Linked DNA regions of Mus musculus: all the other regions are linked to region 3. A link is a contact called in public HiChIP or PLAC-seq and Micro-C data. All regions are on one chromosome and are shown on one strand. The core of a region is the stretch at or near the end of the contact, and the rest is flanking DNA. Distances in the headings are between cores, read along the strand shown.

Region 1 (2,895 bases), core at 19-2,518, 240 kb before region 3:
ATTAAGTGGTCCCTCTGTTAAAATGGGTTATATGTACATGGCTAAAGTTTAAAGCATGTGGGTGCGTATCGCTGTTCACCTGTGAGCTGGGAGGCCTGACGTAAAATCAGATTATATTCTGATTGAAGGCTATGAATGCTGAAGTATATATACCTCTCAGACACCTGTAATCCCATGCATAGTCGTAACATGTGACTCAAACAAGTTTGTAGGATGCTAGTGGGCTATGGTCTGGTTTTCCCCATGCAGAGCAAAAGTCCCTGTGTTCTGAGACAGTGTGTGGAGTGGACCAGTCAGGAAAAGAGCCTTGGGAAACACCAACTAACTTTCTCCTACCAGTCTGACTGAGCAGGCGGCCATTCCCTCAGTACAGTTGGGAAGCAGGTTCCTTTTGGCATGTCCACTGAAGGCTCCCTGAATATTTCATGATACCATTTGCCTTCCCAGAAGGAGCTCAGAAGGGCTGAAACCATTTGTGGGCACAGGAGGTGAGCTACAGGACTAGTGCTGAGATGAAGCAGGTTGGCCTGTGTCATCTCCCCAGAACCATCACCAAACTAGAAACCCCGAAAGACAGTTCAAAGCCGTGGAGAGAGCAAGGAGAAGAGGCCATCTAGGTGGTTCCAGGCACCAGGGAGGAGCCTTAGAGAGGAAGGTAAAAACAATGCTAAGCTGATCATCAGATGACCATGCCATGTGGTGAGTCAGAAACTAGAGACTTATTTTCCATTCACAGGGAAGAACTTGGCTCAGATGCAGGTCCACACGAGGACCGTGGAATGATGAAGCCAGAAAGGGCCACATTTCTTTTCTGTTCCCAAATAACTATTTTGCAGATTGAGAAATGGAAGGCCTGGTTTAGCCAATCACTAGGGTCATTCTGATACATAGTATCCATGTTTCCATTCTGCCCACTTCTAGCTCATAGCTTGGTCAGCAACCCGAGTGATCTCTTAGATGGGTACCACATCCTCTCACCATCCATTGGTTTTAATCCTCGATGGCTTCCATGCTCCTATGGAATTAAACTCACTCCCCATTACCAAATGACATTACACAGGGCTCTTGCACTGTGCTTGCAATTCATCCTTTCTCCCTTCCAAATCACCTGGCCTCCAACCAGCCAACTTGCTATTGCTCATGATGTGCCAACATGGCTGTCTTTGCTTGCTGCCTGCTCTCGGCCTCAGATTCTCTTTACTGGTCTCTTCTCCATGCTTGCATTTACACTTGGAGATGGTTTCGATTTTCCCCATCAACACACATACCACTGAGTCACATACCACTGAGTCATCCCCTATCACATGTCTCTGTTTATGTTCTTTATAGCACTTACTACTAGAGGAAATTAGCTTATTCTACTCATTTTGCTCACTTGTCTCTTTTTCTCACTAAGCTATAAACTATATGAGGTCATAGATGTCTTCCTCTCTATTATATTGCTGTCTCTGGGAATAGTGTAGACTTAATCTTGTAAACAAGCAAATCTCTATTGAACACTTTTTTTTTTATTATTTCACTACGTTGCTTCTTGCTGATAATGATTTGAAAATTACTTTGTACTTGTGTCTGGAGATAATGTGAAGTCACACAGGAGACAAGCTAGCTCTCATCACAGAGGCTGAGAGTTGAAAGGTGAGAGCTTAGCTCTGTGCTTGCTGCTGAGAGTCAGGGTTTGGAAAGATTAGAGACAGACCACCTGTCTGAGCATTGTCCAAGGTCAAGGTCTAAAACCTGGGCACGTCGACTAATACCAAATGTCTTTATCTATAAGTTATCACTTGTTACATAATAAATTATTCCCAAACTCGATATTTTACTCTCATTTAGGGACACTTTTCTGTTCACTGGAAATTCATTCAGAAAGATGGGATAGGATGAAATGAATGAAGAGCAGGAAAAGGACCAGAAATTAAATTCCATTTCAAATTAGTCTTTGTCTGTGGTTTGGCGGCAAAACCTGAAGGAGGAGGTTAAGAATATTGGTTGATAAATAAGCAAAATATCCTATTAAAAAAAGGTTAAAAAAAAGAATATTGGTTGAGATGAGGCCTCAGTGTAGCTGGGGATTCTTATGATGCATGCACAAAAGAGAACTATGCTTACAGTGATGATGAGTGTGGTGATGAAGGGCACAAACCATTAAACAAATATTTATTGAGGACCAACTATGCACCACCAACTATGCGCATAGCATCAAAAAATAAGAACAACCACAAACTCTGCCCTTGAAATCTCAAGTCCAAAAGGGGACATGGAGAAAACAGCACTGCTACCCCCTGCTCGTGGGATCTTAGCCATCTGGGACTTGTTCTCTATTGTCAGAGTCAGTGGGAGCTTCTCCTTAACATTCTCTCTCCTTCCAAGGTGCTGTTTAAAAATGGAGTCTGATGGAGAGAGATGGAGTGGGGTGGGGGGATGACCTCTGCATGTGTTGGAGGTGAGCAGTGACAGTTTAGACAGCTTGATCAGCTCTGTTTGTCTAAAGGTTTCTACAGCTTAGAGAGGCTTAGCTCAAATGCCTCCTTTGACCCACACTCCTCATGAATGTTTGTAAAGATGTGGGGCAATTCTGACATCATATCAAAGCACAGTAGGGAAATGATCCATTTCCAAGTTCACTTACAGGGTGGCTGGCAGGATTCAGTCCACGGTCAACTTGGCTGTTCACCGGTTGTTGGCTAGAAGATGCTTTCTGTTTCTTACCGTAATGCCCTGCCATAGCTGTAACCAACAGCTGAGTTACACGAAGTGAGATGAGACAGAGTAAGTGTAACAATAGTAAGTCAGTCTGGGGCTGGAGAGATGGTTCAATGGTTAAGAGGGCTGACTGCTCTTCCAGAGGTCCTGAGTTCAATTCCCAGCAACCACATGGTAGCTCACAACCATCTTTAA
Region 2 (3,093 bases), core at 535-3,034, 180 kb before region 3:
TGCCAGCCCAGGGATGGAGCCACCCACTTTGGCCTTGATCACTAATTGGCAAGATGCTTTACAGCTGGATTCATGGAAGCATTTTCTCAACTGAGGCTCCTTTCTCCTTGGTGCCTCTAGCTTGTGTCAAGGTGACTCACAATTGCCTATAGCTTCATTTCCAGGGAATCTGATACCCCTCTGGTCTCTAGGGGCACTCGTATACATGTGGTACATATAAAATCACACAGGCATGCACACAAAAATAAAATGAATAAATCCTTTTTAAAAGTAAGGTAGAAAATTAAGAAAAGAAGATATTAGATATCAACTTCTGGTCTCTACACACACATATTTATGAGCATGTGCCCAATACACAAACATATAAATCGCATGCAGAAATACACACACACACATACACACAGAGAGAGAGAGAGAGAGAGAGAGAGAGAAAATAACACTGTTAAACATTTAATCTTCTGTAAGGTAGTTGGCCAGCTAAAATATCAATATCATCAGAGGGCACATCTTCTAAAAGAATACAAATTGGAGACTGTGGCTTAAAGAATGGAGAATGTGATTCATCTTAAGTGCGGTTTATCCTACTCATGCTGGAGTTTGATCTTTGTTGTGAGGCTTAATCTGATGTGTAGAGACGGGAGCCTTGGGAAATGCATTCAGTTTGGATTAGGCAAATTGGACAGAACGCCTGAGATTGAATCCTAGTGACTTTAAATCAGGGGTAAGGGGGGCTTCCTGTCACTTCAAGATTCCCTGTGTCACCTTGGGACTCTGCCAGAAAGGAGGCCATCAGCAAATATGGCTCCTCCAACTTTCGCCTCCAGAATTCTGAACCCAAACGAATCTCTCTTCTTTACAAACGACCTGCTCCTCAGATATTTCAGCACAGCAATGAGAAAGCTGAGGGCTACAGGGAGACACCCACAGCAGGCTTGTACTGCTTGGACCCGGAAGCCCTTCCTAGCTGCCCCGTGCTTCAGAAGTTCTCTGTCCCTTCTCTGTCCCTCCAGGCAACCCATCTCTGACCCTCTACTTAGGTTCCTCTGATATGTCCAGGAATTGGGTTCTTAAACACGCCCATTCTCAGCCTTTAGGGTGGGTTTCTGAGAGCAGGGCACCCAGACCACTTGCCTTCAGGCCACACTGCGCTTTTCATGTAAATGCACTTTTTGTGCAATGTCCCAGATCTGCAGCATGGGAGTTCCTGGGGTGGGGCAAGGCATGCTGAGCCTTGGAGAATTTCTGCCTCAAGCACCATCCTTAGCTTTGTGTATTGATTTGGAGGCATGTCTCCTCCCTTATTCTCTTTTCCTCCCCAACTAAGACTCTTGGCCCAGGAGAGTGGCCACCTTCCCTTCAAAGATGTTTCCTTTTATAACCACAAACACTGTTCCTAGAAAGCCAGCTGGCACTCTCGGCTGAGAATTCTCTTGTTCTTCTCCCCCCCCCCCCCCAAGTTTTGTGATCTTGTGTTCTCGTTCCCTTTTCCTCTCCTTCTCCCTCCTCCTCCCCCTCCCCCCTCTCTCCCTTCCCTTGCCCCCTCCCTGGGTGTAGGATGGGTGGAAGGTGGGGCTTCTGTCATTATAAGAAATTGGGCAGGCTAGCACCCACCACAGGAAGCACAATTAAGAATGATCACAGTAGGAAGGCTGCTCTCCAGGAAGCACGGAGAGCTGTCAGGACAAGTGACCTTTCTAATCACGCCTGACATTTCGCAGCCTTGAAGGCGGAAGAGCTGCCCTTATTCTGGAGGCGAGATGTCGCTCTTTGTCACCCCAGACACCTGCATCTGAGGCTGTGGTGACTTGGCCCCCAGCCACTCAGTGAAGCAGAGCGTGCAGAGGGCTTTGTTTCTCTAGGGAAAGAGAACACACTGAGCCCAAAGCTTAGGTGTTTGGCAACTGAGTCTAAACCGGGGACAGAGAGGTATAGGAGAAGCATATCCCCTCCTCTGAGGATTAGCCTGCTCCCAAGGGCTCATGTGGCCAGGCTGATCAAACAGGGCCCATGGGGAGGATACCAAAGAGGATTACCTTCCAGTCCTTCCTGCCCCAGAGTACTGGCTGCCCTGACTCACATTTTATCCATCTCCTTATGAAAACGACTTTAACTTATTTTCTTAGTATTAAAAAAGAAAAGCTTATTCCAGAAAAGGCCACACAACATATATAGACTATAAAGAAGAAAACTGAAAGTACATTTAATCTTATCAACCAGATAAACACTCTTAATATTTTGAGGACAGCTGACCAGAGTGGTGACTTGAATCCAAAATTGCAGGAGTGGAGAGACCCAGGGAGGTCTCAGGTTCGAGGCCAGCCTGCAGGACAAAGTGTCAAAAAGCAAGCAAGAAGCAAAACAATGTTTTGAGGGCATACAATCTCTTTTTAAAGATTTTTTAAAAATATACATGAACGTTTTGGCTGCAGGTAGATAAGCACCGTGTGTGCGCAGATGCCTGGTGCCCACAGAAGTCAGAAGAGGGCATGAGATTCCCTGGAACTGGAGTTAGAGATGCTTGTGACCTGCTCCACAAACAAACCCAGGTCCTCTGCAAGAGCAGCCAGTGGTCTTAACTGCTGGTCCATCTCTCCAGCCCCGTATACACAATATTTTAAAACAAAATTGAACACTATCATAAATGCTATTTTGTAAGATACTTTTAAAAAAAAAAAAACTTAACATCCTGCATCCTGAGCACGTCGACTAAATGTAAGTTGAACAAAGTCATTCTTAGTGATTCCCCTGTGATCCATTCTGGGAAAAGGACTTCTGGTTGTTGTAAGTTCCCCCGCAGGACACACCATTCCTGCAGGTACTGCAATGCCAGGTTAACATAGACAGTGACCACAGCAGGCTCCTAGGCTATTTTGGTGTTCCTACCAATCCAGCCAGTATGTTGTCTTCAGATACAGTGTGCATCAGCTATTCAGTGGATAGCATATAAAGTACTTGGTCTCAGCCAAAAGGCTGAGAAGCGCTGGCTCTGAGTTTTAGGCATGGTGGAATATTCTAGAGCAAATGTCCTCACAGTTGAATATTCCGAGGGAACTGAGGGAACTTTCTTATGATATATTCCCTAAACATGGACTT
Region 3 (2,905 bases), core at 389-2,888:
TTTGGAAAACTTGGACCAGCTCCTATAGTGGGGGATGAGCCCCCAATTTTGACGTTTTTGCAACACTCAAAGGAAATACTAGTTTCCCTTAGTTCATAAAGAATGGAATCACATGACACTCTGAAATTTAACAGGTTTCAGAAACAACAACAACCTATCTTGGGATGAACATTAATAAACTACAGAATACCTTTGAGAGGAATTCAAATTACATCCCACAGTGATTCCTTCAGCATAAAAATCTTTTTTTTTTTTAAATGTAGGCATCACAAAATATGCTGGCTGTGTTCCTTTAATAGGCGGCCACAAATCTACTTTTAAAGTAGCAAACACTAAAAGACTGGGAGTCTTTTGTCAAGAATTAGAGATTCAGAGTAAGGCATCAAAGAGTTTGACAGTGTAAATTCTGGTCTGGAAGAATGGTTTATGATAATTTAAAGTCTTTGGAAGCAGTAAGAAAACCAGGGAAGACAAACTGGGAGGGTACTGCAGCTCTTCATTACCACACTGAAGCAATACAACCTGCTAGAATTTTATCAAGTACATCTGCCACAGTAAGTCCTTCACGGGAGCTACAAAGTTCTCAGCAACTGAAGGCAGAGGAACAAAGGAAGCGAGCAACATCATTATGGGTTCATAATTTCATCAAATTCCCAAATGGGGGTGGAGGAAAACAGAGCTCCGTTATTGAACCCCTATCTTGTTTGTATTAAACGAATGAATGGATCCTTGCCATTGCATCTCTCTCTAGTGATCAAAAACAACCTCTCTAAAGTTTACAGTAATTTCCATTATTAATCTAGGATTCTAAGATCATAGATTCTTAGAAATTGAGCATTCTGTTTTGCTTTTCTTTCAGAGCTCCGAATGAATTCCCATTCACATGTTACCACTCATGGAAAGGGTGACCACGTTCTAATCACTTCAGTTCTTCATGTCTTGCTTGGTTCTCCTACTGACAAGCTAAGGGTAATAATGGTCGTCTCACGGTTTGGTGTGAAGATTTAATTAAATAGGAATAAAGGGCTTAGTTGTGCCTCACACAGTAAGCTTTCAATAAATTCGAGATTTTTAAATTATTATGAAGGTCATAATATTACGTAATATTACACCTTGAGTTATTTCATTCACAGAATCACAAAACCCCTCTGAAGTTTTACGAGCCTGGCATGTAGGGGATCTATCCTCGATAACTTACAAAGATTTTTAGAACCCAGGTTCGGAAGCAATAAAGGACGTCTGTGTTAGCAGGTGGCGTGGATAGAAAGTAAACTGAAGCAACGAGGGAGGAGGGAAGGGTGAGAGGCTGGAGAAGCAGGAGGGAGGATTTCGGAAGCGTGAAGGTGCACAAGACTCAAATGCAGAACTCCGAACCCCAAGTCTTTCGTTTTGAGCATCCATCCTTCAGTGCTGACTCAGCTGCGATTCCCACAGCTTCCACCCTCTAGAGATCCCCGGCTTAGGAAAGGCAAAAGGCCCTGCTCTCGGTACCTTATTACCGGACCACGCCATGCTGGTCCTCAGGTGATTTGATTACTTTTTCCGGGCGGAAACCTAGAGTGTCGCAACTCAGTTCCGGGCAACCCACAGATCCAGACGTCCCGCGTGCAAGGCGGGGAAGCCATGGGCTCTGAGCATGCGCAGAATTCTCTCCCTGCCTCCTTAGGCAAGGCTTTGTTCTCTGAGCCGCTAAAAGCCAGTCAGTACTGGGCTGGAGAAATGGCTCTGCCGTCTAAGACATTTGTCATCAAGCCTGACGAGCCCATTCAAGCTCCAGGCACCCATATTGTGGAGAAAAAGAACCAATTCCACAAGTTGCCCTCTGATCTCCACGTGTCCCACACATCACAATAAGTAAATAAATAAATTTAAAATAACAAGTTTAATAGTAAAAAAGTAAATAGGGGGTTAAAGGGAAAGGGTCCCAGGTTAGGAATGTGTACTGTTTTCGCAAGGGTATTTCAAAGCCCAGCACCTACATCAGCCTTCCGCGGATCTGACGCCCTCTTCTGGCCTCCACTCAATGCACATACCCACATGCAGCCGCGTGCATACATGATTTTTAAAACTAAAAAAAAAATAATAATTGCTATTACTCAATTGATAATAATCCCTTTCGCTAGCAATTTGTATTGGCACTCTGGAGTTAAAAGTCCCCTGTGTAAGATGAATCCACGAAGTCACTTAACTCCTCTAAAGGCCTTCTAAATATGATACTAAAAAAAAAAAAACCATGAACACGATGACCTTAGATCAACGTCCAAAGAGAAGAGTGAGAGTTCACCGAGTTAAAAGAAAAAGATGGCTCACAACCATCTGTAATGGGATCTGATGCCCTCTTCTGGTGTGTCTGAAGACAGCTACAGTGTACTCACATATATTAAATAAATAAATAAATCTTTAAAAAGGAAGAAAAAGTAGGAAAGGCATTCAACTCTACAGACAAAGTGGTTAAAACACCTTAGCCTCTGGGAAGAATTTCCTACTACCCTGGCGTGTCTGTGGCTGGGAAAGATGCCCTTTTCTAGAGATGGAGGCTGTCAATTCCCGTGAGTGTTCACCACTCATTTGCAAGGAAATTGCCCTGCAGTTCTTCCCTTCTGATAACCCTTGCACAGAAACTGCCTGTTTTCTATACAAAAATGACTCACAAGCTGCAGGTGGTTGGACAAAAGGTCCAGAGACCTGGAAAATGTCTGCAAACCTCTGTTCAATGTGGGAAACGTTCAATCAGATTCTCTTTTGTTGAAAATGGTCCCAAGAAAACAGGCACTAAAATTGATATGATTTGGAGAATTTTTGAAGAAGCCTTCAGGGAATGAAGGTTTAAAAATCGAAGCTGATAGGGTTCGAGAGATGGCTCAACAGTTAAATACATTCGCTGCTCTTGAACAGGACTGGGGTT

Evidence for each region. HiChIP or PLAC-seq counts read pairs in DNA pulled down with a chosen protein or histone mark. A called contact is a pair of places that touch in the nucleus more often than the background predicts.
Region 1: a contact with region 3 is called in a CTCF HiChIP or PLAC-seq map of the NIH/3T3 cell line, with 12 read pairs. The contact joins the enhancer-like site here to the promoter of Xrcc5 in region 3. A contact is called at or near these places in 6 of 39 promoter capture datasets (the C10 cell line, the HPC-7 cell line, cranial neural crest and 3 more), 1 of 15 datasets of contacts at CTCF or cohesin (the NIH/3T3 cell line), 4 of 484 Hi-C or Micro-C datasets (the C2C12 cell line, cumulus cells, nephron progenitors and 1 more), 11 of 115 datasets of contacts at active chromatin or transcription factors (the NIH/3T3 cell line, the SCID.adh cell line, bone marrow-derived macrophages and 8 more) and 3 of 9 other capture datasets (embryonic stem cells, liver and pancreatic islet).
Region 2: a contact with region 3 is called in a Micro-C map of trophoblast stem cells, with 1.9 times the contacts expected there. The contact joins the enhancer-like site here to the promoter of Xrcc5 in region 3. A contact is called at or near these places in 1 of 39 promoter capture datasets (the C10 cell line) and 5 of 484 Hi-C or Micro-C datasets (the HL-1 cell line, the N1E-115 cell line, embryonic stem cells and 2 more).

Annotation. Positions count from the first base shown.
Region 1 is chr1:72,548,889-72,551,783 of GRCm38.p6, reverse strand. It overlaps a transcript of Smarcal1 not described here. Among named protein-coding and RNA genes, the nearest start is that of Marchf4, 13 kb to the right of the region's middle. Within about 2 kb of position 1,268, at least 10 of the 459 cell types and tissues checked have an H3K27ac peak or open chromatin away from gene starts, as enhancers often do. A contact at or near this core is called in the NIH/3T3 cell line and pancreatic cancer cells, where this site is marked.
Region 2 is chr1:72,489,067-72,492,159 of GRCm38.p6, reverse strand. All of the region lies in intron 1 of Marchf4 (membrane associated ring-CH-type finger 4), which reads left to right. Among named protein-coding and RNA genes, the nearest start is that of Marchf4, 47 kb to the left of the region's middle. Within about 2 kb of position 1,784, at least 36 of the 459 cell types and tissues checked have an H3K27ac peak or open chromatin away from gene starts, as enhancers often do. A contact at or near this core is called in the N1E-115 cell line, embryonic stem cells and trophoblast stem cells, where this site is marked.
Region 3 is chr1:72,306,154-72,309,058 of GRCm38.p6, reverse strand. Xrcc5 (X-ray repair complementing defective repair in Chinese hamster cells 5) reads right to left here and starts at 1,638. Exons shown (of 21, transcript NM_009533.2): 1 at 1,492-1,638. The coding sequence starts at 1,512.